2 separate regions of the Mus musculus genome follow, and region 1 is linked to region 2. A link is a contact called in public Hi-C data. All regions are on one chromosome and are shown on one strand. The core of a region is the stretch at or near the end of the contact, and the rest is flanking DNA. Distances in the headings are between cores, read along the strand shown.

Region 1 (7,071 bases), core at 70-2,569, 170 kb after region 2:
CCATGCTCTAGTAAGTAAACTCTTACCCACACTCACTTGAGAAACTCAAATCAAACTCCATGTGCCCTGTACACACAAAGCATCCAAGTAGAATGGAGACTTGTAAAGGAGAAGGTATTACAAGGAGAGGGAGAGGAGATGGTTTTACCAGGAGGAGAAAGTGATTGAACAAGGAGAATAGGAAATGAAAATGGTTGACATTCATTGTATACATGTACGAAACTTTCCAAGACTTATTTTTTTATATTTTTATTGGTTTGTTTTTTATTTACATTTCAAATGCTATTCCCCCTTCCAAGTTTCCCCTCACAACCTCCTATCCCTTCCCCCACCTCCTGCCTCTGTGAGGGTGCTCTCACAACTCCCCACTCCCCCGACTCGTGCCTCAGTGCCCTAGCCTTTCCCTATCCTGGGTCATTGAGCCTCCATAGACCCAAGGGCCTTTTCTCCCATTGATGCCAGAAAAGGCTATCCTCTGCTACATATCCAGCTGGAGCCATGGGTCTCTCCCATGTGTACTCTGTTTGTGGAGAATGAGATACAAAGTGCATGCCTTCAGAACTTGCATTTTATTGGTTGATAAAGTTAAAAATGTAATGTGTCCTAAGTATCTAGTAGACACCCTGATCAAAACTGCTGGGTCAATAAAAATAAAATGTGACATTTGCTCCTTCTGTGCAAAGAGGTTAGATGTTTGCTTTGAAATAAAGCATATTTCTTTTGTATTATGAACAAGGAAGAACCCCTTGTCTTCAAAAGTGTTTTATTTGCACAAAGGTCAAGCAGGAATTAACTATATCTAACTTGTTCCTTCGACTTCTAAATTCATAGAGGAAAAGGAAGAAACCAAATACCAAAAGACATTTTGTACAAGTTTCACTTCAACAAAACCAAACGCACAATATTTCAAAAATAGAAATGGCTTCTCATTACCCAATGCCTTTGTTTCCTCTATGAACTCCCATAGCTGTTCCCTAAGAATCTGCCAGCCACACCTTCTGAGGAAGCAGGTAGACAACGTTAGCTCTCTGTCCTCTCCTCCAAACCCACTCCTCCATTCTCACCCCATCTCTGATGCACGATCTTCTGTGGCCTCTCCATACTCTCTGCTTCCATTCTCTAGAAATTAGGCAGGTCTTGGTGGAACATGCTGCTTTCTTCCCTCTTGTGGACCCCACAGATCCTCTTCCTAGCCTATCCCCATTCCTAAGTGTCAGCCTCCAATACCTAGAAACATGTTCTACCAGTGGCCACCCCTGCCAGAGACTCAGAAGCACTCCTTACCAGGCAACTCACAGCCACCACATTCTCATAAGAACCAGAGAGAGGAACAGAAACTAAGTAGCAGAGGCCCTACCTAACAAAGACAAGACCAGATATCCACACCTAGAATTACAGTCATCCTAATTCCAGATGCTTAGAAACCAGCACAAAAGCAGAATCAATAACAGCCAGGACAGCATGTCTCCAATAGAGTCCAGCAAGCTTATTACACTAGCCACTGAGCAAAGCAATATAACTAAAGCACAAGATAAGGACTTCAAAATAACCTTTAGAAATATATTAGAGGTTTTTAAGGAAAGTATGAATAAATTCACTAATGAAATGCATGGAAACATAAACAGTGTAATGAAATAAAGAACAGAGTTCAAGACATGAAAATGGAAATAGAATTAATAAAGAAAACACAAGGTGATGTAAAACAGGAAATGAAAAATTTAGGAACTGAAAAAGAAACTTCATAGGTATGTCTCAGACTAGAAGAAATGGAAGAGAGAATCTTCGGCATTGAATACAAGATAGAAAATTGGGTACCTTTAGTCAACAAAAATATTAAATGTAAAACCCTGGCCTCCAATAGAAGCACAGATGATGGACGTTCACAGTCTCTGGGCACTGCATGGACTGAAAGCATCAGCACTGCCTGCTGCTGCAGCACAGACTGACTGTGGACACCAGCAAGTCCCCAGCTGTAGTGCAGATCATGGATACCAACATGGCTTCTGGGCGACAGCATGAACCTTGAAGGGCTTTCAAAGAATCTCAATCCAGAAAATGAACCATTCTCTCTCCAGGCATCCTGTTGTTGCTCAGAGTCAGGGTGATAATGTGACTGGGCAGCATGCTTAGGGTCAGAGCCTGAACAAGGTCCAGGCTGTGCACCACCACCCTGCCAGCCCTACTTTGCAAGAACATACTCTCCTTTCCACCTCAGCCCTCTCCCACACCTGTCACTGCCATTGCATCTCAAGTTTTGCATCTCTGTACTATGCCTTACCTCCTCCTACTCCTCTATCTGTCCTACCTCTCCATCATATATTGTTCATTGAAGTTGAAGTCGCATTGGAAACTGCCGTGTATCATACAGAATCTTCTTTTTCTGCCTCAAAAGTTTTACATGCAAATAATAATTTCACCTAAAAGTTGGTCTGGCTTGACCTTTCTAGAGCACTGTGTACACTGGACCATCGCTGACACTCATTTCAGATATTGTGTGCTGCTGCCCAGGGTCAGGGTGACCTTGTTCTAAGCAGAGTCCAAGGGTCAGATCCACGAGAGCTCCAGGCCACCACACATTTCCCTGCCTGTGGTGCAGCTATCCCAAGGCTCCCTGAGCACTATTGTGCCTGCAGCCTATTGGTGGTGCCATAGCCCCACATTCTCCTCCTCCCATCAAGGCAAGTCATAGAGACTGCAGCTGCAGTGGGTGGCAGCTCACTGCTGCCTGGCCACCCAGCAAAGAGCTGTCTCTATTCAGTAATGACATTTTCCTAAGGAGCTCCAGGCTGAAGTATACCTCCCTGTCTTAGGTGCCACAACCTTTGCACTTGAAGCCTGTAGGAAACACCTCAGCCTCTTTCTCCCCTTCTTTCAGTAGGATGAGCAGCAGCAGGGGCTCCATGCTGTGGGCCAGCATCGAGGAACGACTTGTTCTTTGACCCTGACACCACACTCTTCCATAGCTCTCCCATATCGTTCCCTCACTTCTCTAGTTCCACCATTCCCTGCCATACCCACGCTGTTTGGGCTCTGCTGCACCATCCTTTCTTCCAGTCCTATGAGACCACTTTTTAAAAGTATCTTACCAGCACACCTTACTTTTATAGTTGTTCTGGGTATACTGAAGCCTCTGCAGACTCCATCTCACAGCAGGGCAGTACCCCAGCTTGGACTTGGGTTCTGACACTGTTGCTTTTCCATGCTGTGTGCAGGGTTGACAGCAAAGACAGGATGGGACACTGGTCCCTGCTGTGGCTGCTGGGGCCATCAACTATGGCCTCGTGCAGGGTAGCCTAAGCCAGGGGATCCAGGGAGGACTCACTTTCATCTCTGCCTCTATGCAGCCCCAGGAGCTGTGTGCACCTCCACCTTCGTGGCTCTGCCTCCCTCACAAATCACCCTTTGATACTAAATGTTCCATGTCTGTTTATCATCCTGGACAAAACTCTACTCCAAACTGATCATGGCCCTTAATGTAGGTCAGATATGCCACATCTGATAGAAGAAAACGTGGAAAATAGTCTTTAACTAATTGGCACAAATAAGCACTTTCTGAAGAGAATACGAATAGCCTAGACACTAAGAGCAACAGTTAACAATCCTCATGCAATGGAAAAGCGTCTGTATATCAAAGAATATCATCATTCTGAGAAAGTGGCTGGCTAGAAAATGGGAAACGGTTTTACTAACTACATATCTGATAGAGAGCTAATATTCAAAATATATAAAGAAGTAACAACAACAACAACAACAGCAACAACAACAACAACAACCCAGACATCAAGAAAACAAATAACCCAGTTACAAATTGGGTACAAATTTAAACAGAATTTGCAGAAGAGGAAACACAAATGGCTAAGAATCACCTAAATGTTCATCATTTTTCGTCATCAGGGAAATGCAAATAAAAAATGGGATTTCATCTTACATCAGTTAAAATGGTCAAGGTCAATAAAATAAATATTTCTCATGCTGGTAAAGATGCAGTATGAGGGGACCCCTCCTTCATTGCTGATGGGAGTACAGACTTGTACAGCTACTATGGAACTCAGTACAGCAGTTTCTCAGGCCACTGCGGATCGGATCTACTTGGAGAGACTCAGTTCTAGCAACCAAAGGATCCTACCCCCTCTCACCTTTGCTCACTCATTTTCACTTAAGCTCTATTCACTAATGACAGAAACTGGAAACTAAATAGATATTCACCAACAGATTAATGACTAAGGAGAATGTGGTATATTTATACAATGGGATATTACTTTGATATTTAAAAATACACTTTGCAGTTAAATGAATGGAGCCAGGAAAAGAAACTGTCCTTAGTGGTATAACGCAGAGCCAGAAAGAAAAATATGGTAGGTATTATATGTGGATATTTGCTGTTAGGTCATTGTTAAGCAGGGTATCATTCATATAACCACAGAGATTACTTATAGGGTAAGAGACTACTTGGAAGGGATGGATCTCCCTATGCAGGGTGAAATGGAAGTTTCTGGTTGTGTCATGTGATACAGACTCAAGTCTTGTTTTACATATATATGATGACTTCTGGTTTTATGTTTTTTATGGGATTTCTGTATTGTGAACATGTGTGTCTCTGCACTTACATGTGTTTCTTTTGACTTTTCTTTGGCTCTTTTTCTTCTGTTGTGTTTTTTTTGTCCTATTCAGATTTGTTTGTTTTAACCTATCTTTTTTATTTCAGTATTAAATCATAAGCACTTCTTGTTTTTAAATGAAACTCAGAAAGGGTGTGCATCTGGAAGGGAGGAGAGATGGGGGGGTGCAGAGTTTAAAGAAATGGGGTAAGGAAACCATAATAAAATATGTTGTATGAAAAATCAATTTTTAATAAAAATAATGACAATGAAAGCAGTGGACATTGAAGGATGGTTATAGATGCCCAAACACTCCCTTCCCACTATCCATTTCATTTCTGCAGTCAAGATTCAAGTTACACCACAGTTCAGACAAGTCCTCATGAGCAATGTTCACTGTTAACCTATTCTGGAAGCAGAGGAGCTCCTTTGACAAGCTTCCAGAGAGTGGTAACAAGACCTCCTAGATGGCCACGTTGCTAGGTAACAGCATGTTTCTTTGGTCACGGTGAATCCATGGAAGAATCCTGTCCCCAAAGTAGCAGCAGATTCTTGGTGGACAGTTCTCATATTCTTGAAAATGTGTGATAGATTATCTACAGGAGAATAGCTTTTATGAAGCAAGAAGGACTGTTATTTCCACCTCCCAGACATGTTCAAAAGGTAGGAAAAAATTAGGATTTAAAGTAACCTTTGTTATTTTTCGAGAGTGATCACAAACGTCCAGCAAGTATAGATCATGATTCCCGACTATATTGCAATTGATGTAATGTCCTGACCTGGTGACTGATGAAGGTTGCTGCTTCCAGAGTCAAACACACTCAGCATCATCAGCTCAATATTTGCAACTAGCTGTAAACTCAAATTCAGTCCTAATCACTGCCTTATCAAATGAGGTGTGCTGTTTTGAGTAACTATGTCTACAGATACTCTTTAAGATGTAGGGGCAAACTTCAAGAGGATAAATGGTACAGCTAAAATGGAGTATCTATTAACCTTAACTAGGTAGGTGCAAATAAATCTATTTACTGCTGAAAGACAACTAAAGATGAGCTAAGGACAAAGGCTGTTCCTTCATTCCTCATTCCCCATTATATCACTGACTCCTAAGCGTTTCACAGATCTTGCAGGTAATTCTAAAATGTGGATTTTGGCAAACTGTAGGTTTTTTTTCAAGTTTTTAAAAATTGTATATTGCTATATAACTTGGTTCTCATCTTTTAAAGCTCGAGACTCACACTTTCTGCCTTCAATATTATGTATCATACGACTTCCTAAGGTATAGGAATTAGTTGTGGCTTCCAGGTACTGCCAGTAGTTCAGAGAAAAGTTCTTAGGGAGGGAGCTGATGAGATGACAGAATGCTCTCTTTCTGAAAGTCAACTATACACACCTCAAGAAGTATCATAATAGGATAAATAAGTGCCTGATAATTTAGAGAATTGACAGGGGAAAGTAACCATCTTCAAATGGGTAGAGATTCTGTACAGTACTATGGGCTTCATTTTTACCTGCTCCAGATGGAGGTAAGTTTTGAGCTCTCTGTAAGCTGACATTTACTATCATCAATGTTATTTTTCAATGTGTCTTCATGAAACAATATTTAAAGACAATGTAAAAAAAAGTGACACCGAGATACAATTTATCTTCCATTACTGAATATTTGAAGGACAAAAGGAGGAAGAGATGTGAAAAGGGAGGCAGGGAAAGGGATCCAAAGGAATGGAGGGGGCAAGATGAGAAAAGGACAGATGGAGGATATCTGAAAATGGGAGGGAAGTGAAGAAGGAACACATTCGGTTTTCTTAGCTTTGCTATTTTTCCAGTCACCTTGTCTGCACACTGTTATCCATAATTCTTTCCCAAAGGAGTCCCCTTCATTTGGGGTTACACAGTTTTTTATCTTTTATCAGAGGACTGATACCTATCATATGTCTATCAGTATTACTCTTCTCTGGAACCTGGTTACATTTCCAAAATTGTAACTATCTATAGGAAGGACAGGGTGAAAACCCAAGCAGGACTCTGTGTCCTAGGACAACAAAGGTCACCAGTTTCTAAATATGATTTTTAGAGAGGATATAGAAGTATTTCTATCTCCCTTGACCTAAGTACTTGAGCACACCTTTTGCTTTAATAACTATCAGTGAATGTACTGGTGACTTCTGCAATTTAAAAGCTTTTTCTTCATAGAGAAGGTTCTTCTTTGTTTTCTTGTTTTTATTGCATATAGATTTGGGAGGCACTGATGTTTATTAAGCTAGGCATAGAGATGTGGCAATGGGAGCATGTAAAATTTATAACAATAAAAAAATTGTTCTCATAAAATTAAAATCCAGCTCAGCTGCTAATATATGTAGCAAAAATAAACAGGATGAAATTTAACTCAGACTAAAGCATAGGATATAAACAAATATAGTTGTACAGTTTTTCACAATGAAATATTCTCTCATCATCGCTTCTCAGCCTTTTG
Region 2 (7,020 bases), core at 1,846-4,345:
CACGCACACACAGGAAGAGGGAGAGAGATAGACAGACAGACAGAAACAAAAACTTTGAAACACAGCTCTAAATGGGATGTGTCCATCAAATCCATCCACTCAGAACTCAGGAAACTGCCAGGAAGAGGAGGCAATGAGTGTAATCTGCAGGAGATGTTGGACATCCAGGGAACAGGGCCCTCTTAAATCAACTAAGCAAGTCATATATGAAGTCACAGGGACTGAAGCAGGAAAAGCAGATCCTGCATGGATCCACACTGGGTCCTCTGCATGTATATTGTTTTTCCATTTAGCATTTTCATGGAGCTTTAGTGTTTGTGTACCAGTGAGCCTCTGATCTTGAGCCTGCTTTTAGGCTCCTTTCCTTCTATTGGTTTGCCTTGTCTAACTTCAATATGGTGGGTTTTTTTTTTATCTTATTATATCTTATTTCTTATGTTATCCCTTAGAAGTATCTTCCTTTCTAATGAAAGAAAAGGGAGTGGACCTCTATGGCAGGGGAGCTGGAGAGCAACCCGGAGGACTAAAGTGAGGGGAAATTAATCAGGATGTATTGTATGAGGAAATCTATTTTAAATAAATTGGAAGTGGTAACATCATTAGAAATTTGGGAAATTCAATTCAGAATCAAAATGGGAAGCTGACACCTATAGAATTGATTGAAGTAAAAAAGGGGCAGTAATAGTTATTGGCAAAGGTTTGACAAAATTGAACTTTCTGTTCTGACCTCTGAGCATACTAGGCATTCACACATCCACTTTGAAAAACCCTTTGGCCATTCCTCAAAAGGCTTGCCATAAAATTAGCCTATGACCTCAGCAATAGTATTCTAGCAGTATGCCCAAGAGAATTTGGGAAACAAATCTACATAAAAGTTGATACAATTTCTATATGGCAAAGTATTATTTGACCATAAGAATGAATGGTTTGTAGATGCTGCAACATCAGTTACAATTAAAAGCCTGCTGAGCACTGGGCATATGTGCTAGAAACAGAACATGGGTCCTGTAGAAGAGCAGCAAACAATCTTAGCCTCTGAGTCATCTCTACGGCCCCCATAATAAACTCTTTTTTTCTACCAATGATGAAGTCAGTAAATGCTTTTTCACATTTGTAGAAGACACACTCTTAAGCTCAAAGCAGAATGAAAAGCTTTAAAATAGGGTGTCAGCATACCAAACAAATTATTCCGACCATACATAGTTGTAGTTCCTAAGTTTAAAGGTAAGGTATTCATTTTTAGTACGGGCTATAATTGAATGTGAGATTCTTCTGTCCCAGCCTCTGGAGTGATGTGATTATAGCCATACACAACGTTTTTCTTCTTATGAGACAGACTCCCATCTCCCAGGATGGTCTGTCTGACTGAGGACGACCTTGAACTCCTTATCTTCCTGCCTCTGCTTCCTGAGTGCTAGAATTTCAAATCGATGGTACCAGATCTTTTCTATGGATGCTAGGTATTCAACCCAGGGCTTCATGTAGAGTAGGCTCACATCCTACCAAATGAGCTACATCTTATCATCCTGTTATGCAGAGTTTAAAAAATGAAGTGAAATAAAGCTGTACTGGGGTAAAGAAAAAGAGTGGAGAGGAATAATATATAAATGTAGGTAGCCATGTTTATATCAGACAAGGCACAATTGAAGACAAAGGGGTTGAATTTTATGCAAAGTCATTTATAGCAGTGAATATAGTTAAGATAAAACAAACTAATGATAAAGCAGAGAAGGTAACAGTGGCCTCACAGTTTTGGTTAAAATAACTTAGATCCAAGTGAAATGTGGATTTAGCAACTATTGTCTTTAAATTGCTACAGGTTAGCAGTCAACCCACAGGGAAGTGTGTCTGATTACTGAATCAAAATGCCAGTGTGCCACCGTCTCCACTATGCCCAGTTGTTTTACACTTAGCTAATTTCTTGCCTGTGACCTTTATCACCCAGGGGATAGGGAAATATAAGTCCCAAGGAATGGAATTCACAACAATGGAAATTGTGAGTGAGCAATAAGAACAATGTAGAACAATTATACATAATTCAAAGTGATAAAGATGGCAAATGTGCTACTTGATCATCTTTTACCATAAATTTTTGCCTATAAAACTTTAGATGAAGAAGGAGATAGTTCTAAGGCTGAAACTCTGAAGCATGGAGATCTTTAAAGGACAGTGCATCTGCATTCACTTGGCTTTGTGTTACAAAACAATGCCGCCTTGGACATTTTTAAATCACTGTTTTAAAATCACCACTTGCTTTTTGATTAAAGATGTCACCTTTGATTAAAATACCCAGCTTCATTTCCTCTCATTGTGTTCGTGGGTATTCAGTACTCTAATTTACCCTGTTTGGAAATTTTCTCATTTTGATTTTGTATGCCTCCATGGCCACAAAGCATGTTAAGACACCTGGGCTTTTCATGCTCAGAGTCATAAATCCAGCTAGCTAGCTGGCATAAATAATCCATCACTGAAAATCATCTATCATATGGAATGTGCCACAGTAATTGCTCTCAGTACCTAGACAGCATTTTTCTTAAAATATACACTAGTCCTTTGCTCAGGCTATAGCTCAGAGGTAGAGAACATACCCAGTATACACAAAGCCCGAGGTTCGATCCCCAGCAAGAACATTAAAAAGTACATTCAACATCTTAAGTATTTACCTCTCTCCTTCTCTTCAGAATGGCCATGTAACAAAATCCTGTAACAAGATCTTATCAGTCAAATGGGTAGAGAATTCCCACAGGGGAGTTTACCCTGTGGCACAGTCACTAAGCTCCCAAATCCAGCCAGCTCCCTGGATGGAAAACTCACTATATTCATCTGTTCATGCCTTCAGCCTGGTTCAAAAGCAGTTTTGTTTAAGCAATGTGCTTACATTTCTGTACATTGCTACTTTATATGTGTGTTCAGTGTTCAGACAAATTGACAATGATTCAGTAATAGAAAGCAAGAGAGACAGGAATGAAGAGCCCTATGGAATTAGGAAAACCAAATATTGATTGAAGTATTCTGATAGTAATCCCCAGAGAGGCATGAGGTTAGGGTGGTGCTCACTGAGTTAGCTGGGTGAATGAAGGACCAGCCTGGAGACTTCAAATGATGATCAGCATGTGTGACAAAGAGCACAAATTCTTGCATTTCCATTGAGAGGGGATGGTAACACTCTCCCTAAAGCTTCCATACAACTTGTTTTGAGTGTGTGTGTATGTGTGTGTGTGTGTGTGTGTGTGTGTGTGTGTGTGTGTGTGTGTATTAAGAAGCAAAATTATAGATATTGGTAAAGAGAGTGACTTATTTTCAGAGAAAGGAAAGTAAAACTAAACCTTTGCTTCCTCCACACAGCTGCTTTGACTCTTTTTCCATCTATGGGAACCGTTCATGCAGAAATGCTTGAGATGGGCGGAGGAATACATTATATGTTGTATAAGCTTTCTCTCTTTGCAGTTAAGCTCATAAAGCTGTATGAAAAGTTGTTTTCCAGCCATGAAATAGTAAGAAAGAACAAAATGACTCCAAGGAAAATTAATGAAGCAAAGGAGATGACACAGAACTATAGAGTTATGCTCACGTTTTTCTGGTATCTGTATGCTATACAGAAGCAGTTCTTGGTATGTGAACTGACAGTGGATAGTTTTAAGGAGCCAGTGCATGTCTTGTTTAGGGAAAATTCAGAAAATGGTATTGTTTTTCGAGACACTAACTTTACTATGACTTAAAGCACTGTGCCAATGTCTATATATATCTTATCCCCTTGATTTTTATGACTGTCCTATGAGTCAATTATTGGTTTAATTCCCATTACTATAATGAGGAAAGTGACAGAAAAAAATTTCTTAGGTTACCCCTGGGATCACCCTATCATATCGATTTTATGATTGTTTCTCCCTAAGACATGCTCCTGCAAGCCGACCATGATTTCAAAAGTAACTAAAGTCGTTGGTGAATTTCTGTAAATTACTTCAGGGTTTGCTTACATTCTGCAACTATGAATTTCTAAAAGTAGAAAAGTATGTGAGCTCATTATATTTGGAAGCCAATTAAAATATTAATGAAAGTCATGATACGAACAATGATGTTCAAAGGTTTCTAAAGTCCCCTTTTTGTTTTGCAAGCATGAGGACATGAACTCAGTTCCAAAACCACATAAAAGCCAAGCCTGGGAGCACAGGCCTGTCATCTGGTGAAGCAAAGACAGGAAGAAAGACCCGAGGCTTGTCCACTAGCTAATCTAGTTGAATCAATGAATGCCAGATTCATTCAGAGACACTGTTGCAAATGGTAAGGAGGAGAACAGTTGAGGAAAATACTTCCTGTTGATGTTTGGCCTCCCGATGTACTAGCACACAAGCACACATGCATGTGAACCTCTGCATGCATGCACTTATGTACACATGAACATGTGCACATATATAGTTCTAATTTCAGACAAATCAAGACTCTATTAAAACACAGCATGGTTATTTTAAGTCAGATATCAAAACTGGCAACTTTGTAACCGAAAACTGCCTTACATTATGAAATAAATATGCCTAGCAGAATTTCTATTTTAAGGAAAACAATGTCTCTAGGTAAAATATAGCCTCTTCACTGCCCAAGACTCTTTGTGTGTCTATATTGATCCTATGACATTGCAAGCTTCTGAGTTTTTTTTTTTCAGTTTTATGAGCCCATTCATACATTTAATATATTCTTGCATTCATCAGTGTTTTGTTGCAATGAGCAACATGTAAAAGAAATTATTTAAAGGAGGAAAGGTTTAACTTACGGTTTTAAAGGTTTCAGAGGTCTAAAGCCAGCTGGCTTCATAGTTTTGGGACTGAGTCAAAGCAGAATTAATGACTGAAGGAGATAGTGACAGTGGATGCTTATCTCACAGAGACAGTAAAATGGTTACTGTTGGATTGCTAACTTGACAGAATAGAGAACTAGTTAGAAGATAGCTACTGGACATATATTGATGGGTGGTCTTGATGGGTTATCTTGACTGAGTTAATTGAGGTAGGAAGGCCTGCCCACTATGGGTGGCAACATTCCCTGGGTGGGTGCTAAACTATATAAGTGAAAGTGGAAGCTGAGCAGCAGCATGCATCCATTGGTCTCTCTTCCTGTGCATCTATAATAATGTGATCACTGGCTTCAAGCTCATGCCACTTTTACTTCTTCACCGTGATAAACTATAAACTTGACCTGTGAGCCAGGATAAACTCTCCCTTAAGTTGATCTTGCAAAAAGTATTTTGTCATAGGAACTGGAAGTTTGGAGGAGGGGCTAATATATAACCCATTCCCCTCCCAATTTCACATCCCCAGTAAAGACCAAATACAAAACACATAAATTTGAGGGATATTTTATATTCAAAGCATAGCAGTGCTATTGAATTACTTACAAGTGTTTTGAATGTCTGTGTTTGGGTAAATTGAGGTAAGCTTGTGATTATACAGATAGATTCAAACTGTATCAAATAAAGTTCTCAAAGCTTATTCTCCACAACTAAGATTAAACTATGGAACAACCAATCCTATGTATTTTTTTCAAATAGTTTCTCACTGTGAAAAGAAGTAGGAAATTAAAGATTTCTATTAAGCAGGATGGGAAATTGGAGATTTGTGATATTTCAAGCACAAGCAATTTGTTGTTGTTTTTATAAGAAGTTCAGAATGTGGTGCTAAGCCCCTCTGTCTCCCTCTCTCTCCTGCAATTGGAGGGGATGTAGGCATGTACAGACATCTGGACATTAGAAGAGCCTCCCCGCTCTGTTTTAGTTTACCTCATCTCTGTCTCCTACTACAGACTGCGTATAGTGAAGAGTAGATCATACTCCTTGAGTGTGAGGCAAAGATTGAAAAACATACGTCTATATCTTGCCAAGAATCAGTATCACTACATTAAAATGTAATGAGGACTGTATATCAGAAAATTCAGTGTTCAGCTAAAGTATGGATATGGGAAAAGCTGAAAATATATGTGATGCTACTGACTTCTGCTAAGAAAGAGTGTATGTTTAAATGAATGAGCTATATAATATTTGAATTTAATCCTAAGGACATAAAATATTTAATAAATCATAACTTCTTAAAGAGGAAGGGTAAATTTGTTTCTTCATTGATGTCATATAAAATTTTTACTTCAAGCTCCCCTTTCAAAATGTATACTTCCAATAATTCTAGTTAGAAGAGACCAAGACTTCAACATCACATTTACCTCTCTTTTAACTCATTTTAAGAATTTGTAATCTCAACTATCATTTTTATATGAGTTAATTAGGCATGCAATGCAGGAGGAAAAACAGAAGAAGGATTTAGAGTTACTGTGGGATACCACAGATCCCCCAAATGGATGAAATGGGAATTTATCCATCAACTGAACCAAGCATTATAGCCAGACCCTGGACTATAAAGATGCAACTCCAGCTACTGAAATAGATGGAAGTACCTCTTAAAGACCTCTACTGGTCCATAATTGTAAAATGCTCAGAGGCATTTTGGTTGTTTATGCAATTAAAAATAAATGCTCTGCTTCCTTCTCTGGGACATATCTTTTCATAAGCTACAGATTCTACCATAAATCTATGCTTTCTGAAGTGTCCAGAGGCTGTTCAAACTTGAACATTTTCAATCTCAACATAAAACTTAAGGGTCATGACTGGCCTTTAAAGTATCTACCTTGAAGAACCTGTGATTACACATCTGATAAATGCCAGGAGATCACTAATCAGGTAAATTCATAGAGGCAGAACCATTTATGGTACATTAAAATAATGGATGTTCACTGAACACACACCCATTGTGTATTTAGTTATGACATATTTCACATGTTGGCTGCCACTCTATGGGCCTCCACTTCTAGATTTCACTAAATAAATCCCTTCTTGTTTTCTAGAGCTCACCATGGAAAGTATGTGTCCAGTGTCGAGTCATGGGATTAAGTGCTTGCCTGAGTCCTTCCTTCCCACCCCAGAATACTTTTCAGTTCTCTGTTGCCTAGTAGAACATTTCTTCTCCCTATCACCTAGCCTTC

The links. Hi-C and Micro-C count contacts between places; a contact is called where the count stands out from the background.
Region 1: a contact with region 2 is called in a Hi-C map of centroblasts, with 1.6 times the contacts expected there. The contact joins two enhancer-like sites. A contact is called at or near these places in 4 of 39 promoter capture datasets (the C10 cell line, the HPC-7 cell line, embryonic stem cells and 1 more), 1 of 484 Hi-C or Micro-C datasets (centroblasts), 1 of 115 datasets of contacts at active chromatin or transcription factors (embryonic stem cells) and 1 of 9 other capture datasets (liver).

The regions. Positions count from the first base shown.
Region 1 is chr3:75,742,947-75,750,017 of GRCm38.p6, forward strand. No RefSeq gene overlaps it. Among named protein-coding and RNA genes, the nearest start is that of Gm25846, 32 kb to the left of the region's middle. Within about 2 kb of position 1,320, at least 43 of the 459 cell types and tissues checked have an H3K27ac peak or open chromatin away from gene starts, as enhancers often do. A contact at or near this core is called in centroblasts, where this site is marked.
Region 2 is chr3:75,570,911-75,577,930 of GRCm38.p6, forward strand. The region is part of intron 1 of Serpini1 (serine (or cysteine) peptidase inhibitor, clade I, member 1); the gene reads left to right. Among named protein-coding and RNA genes, the nearest start is that of Serpini1, 17 kb to the left of the region's middle. Within about 2 kb of position 3,096, at least 22 of the 459 cell types and tissues checked have an H3K27ac peak or open chromatin away from gene starts, as enhancers often do. A contact at or near this core is called in centroblasts, where this site is marked.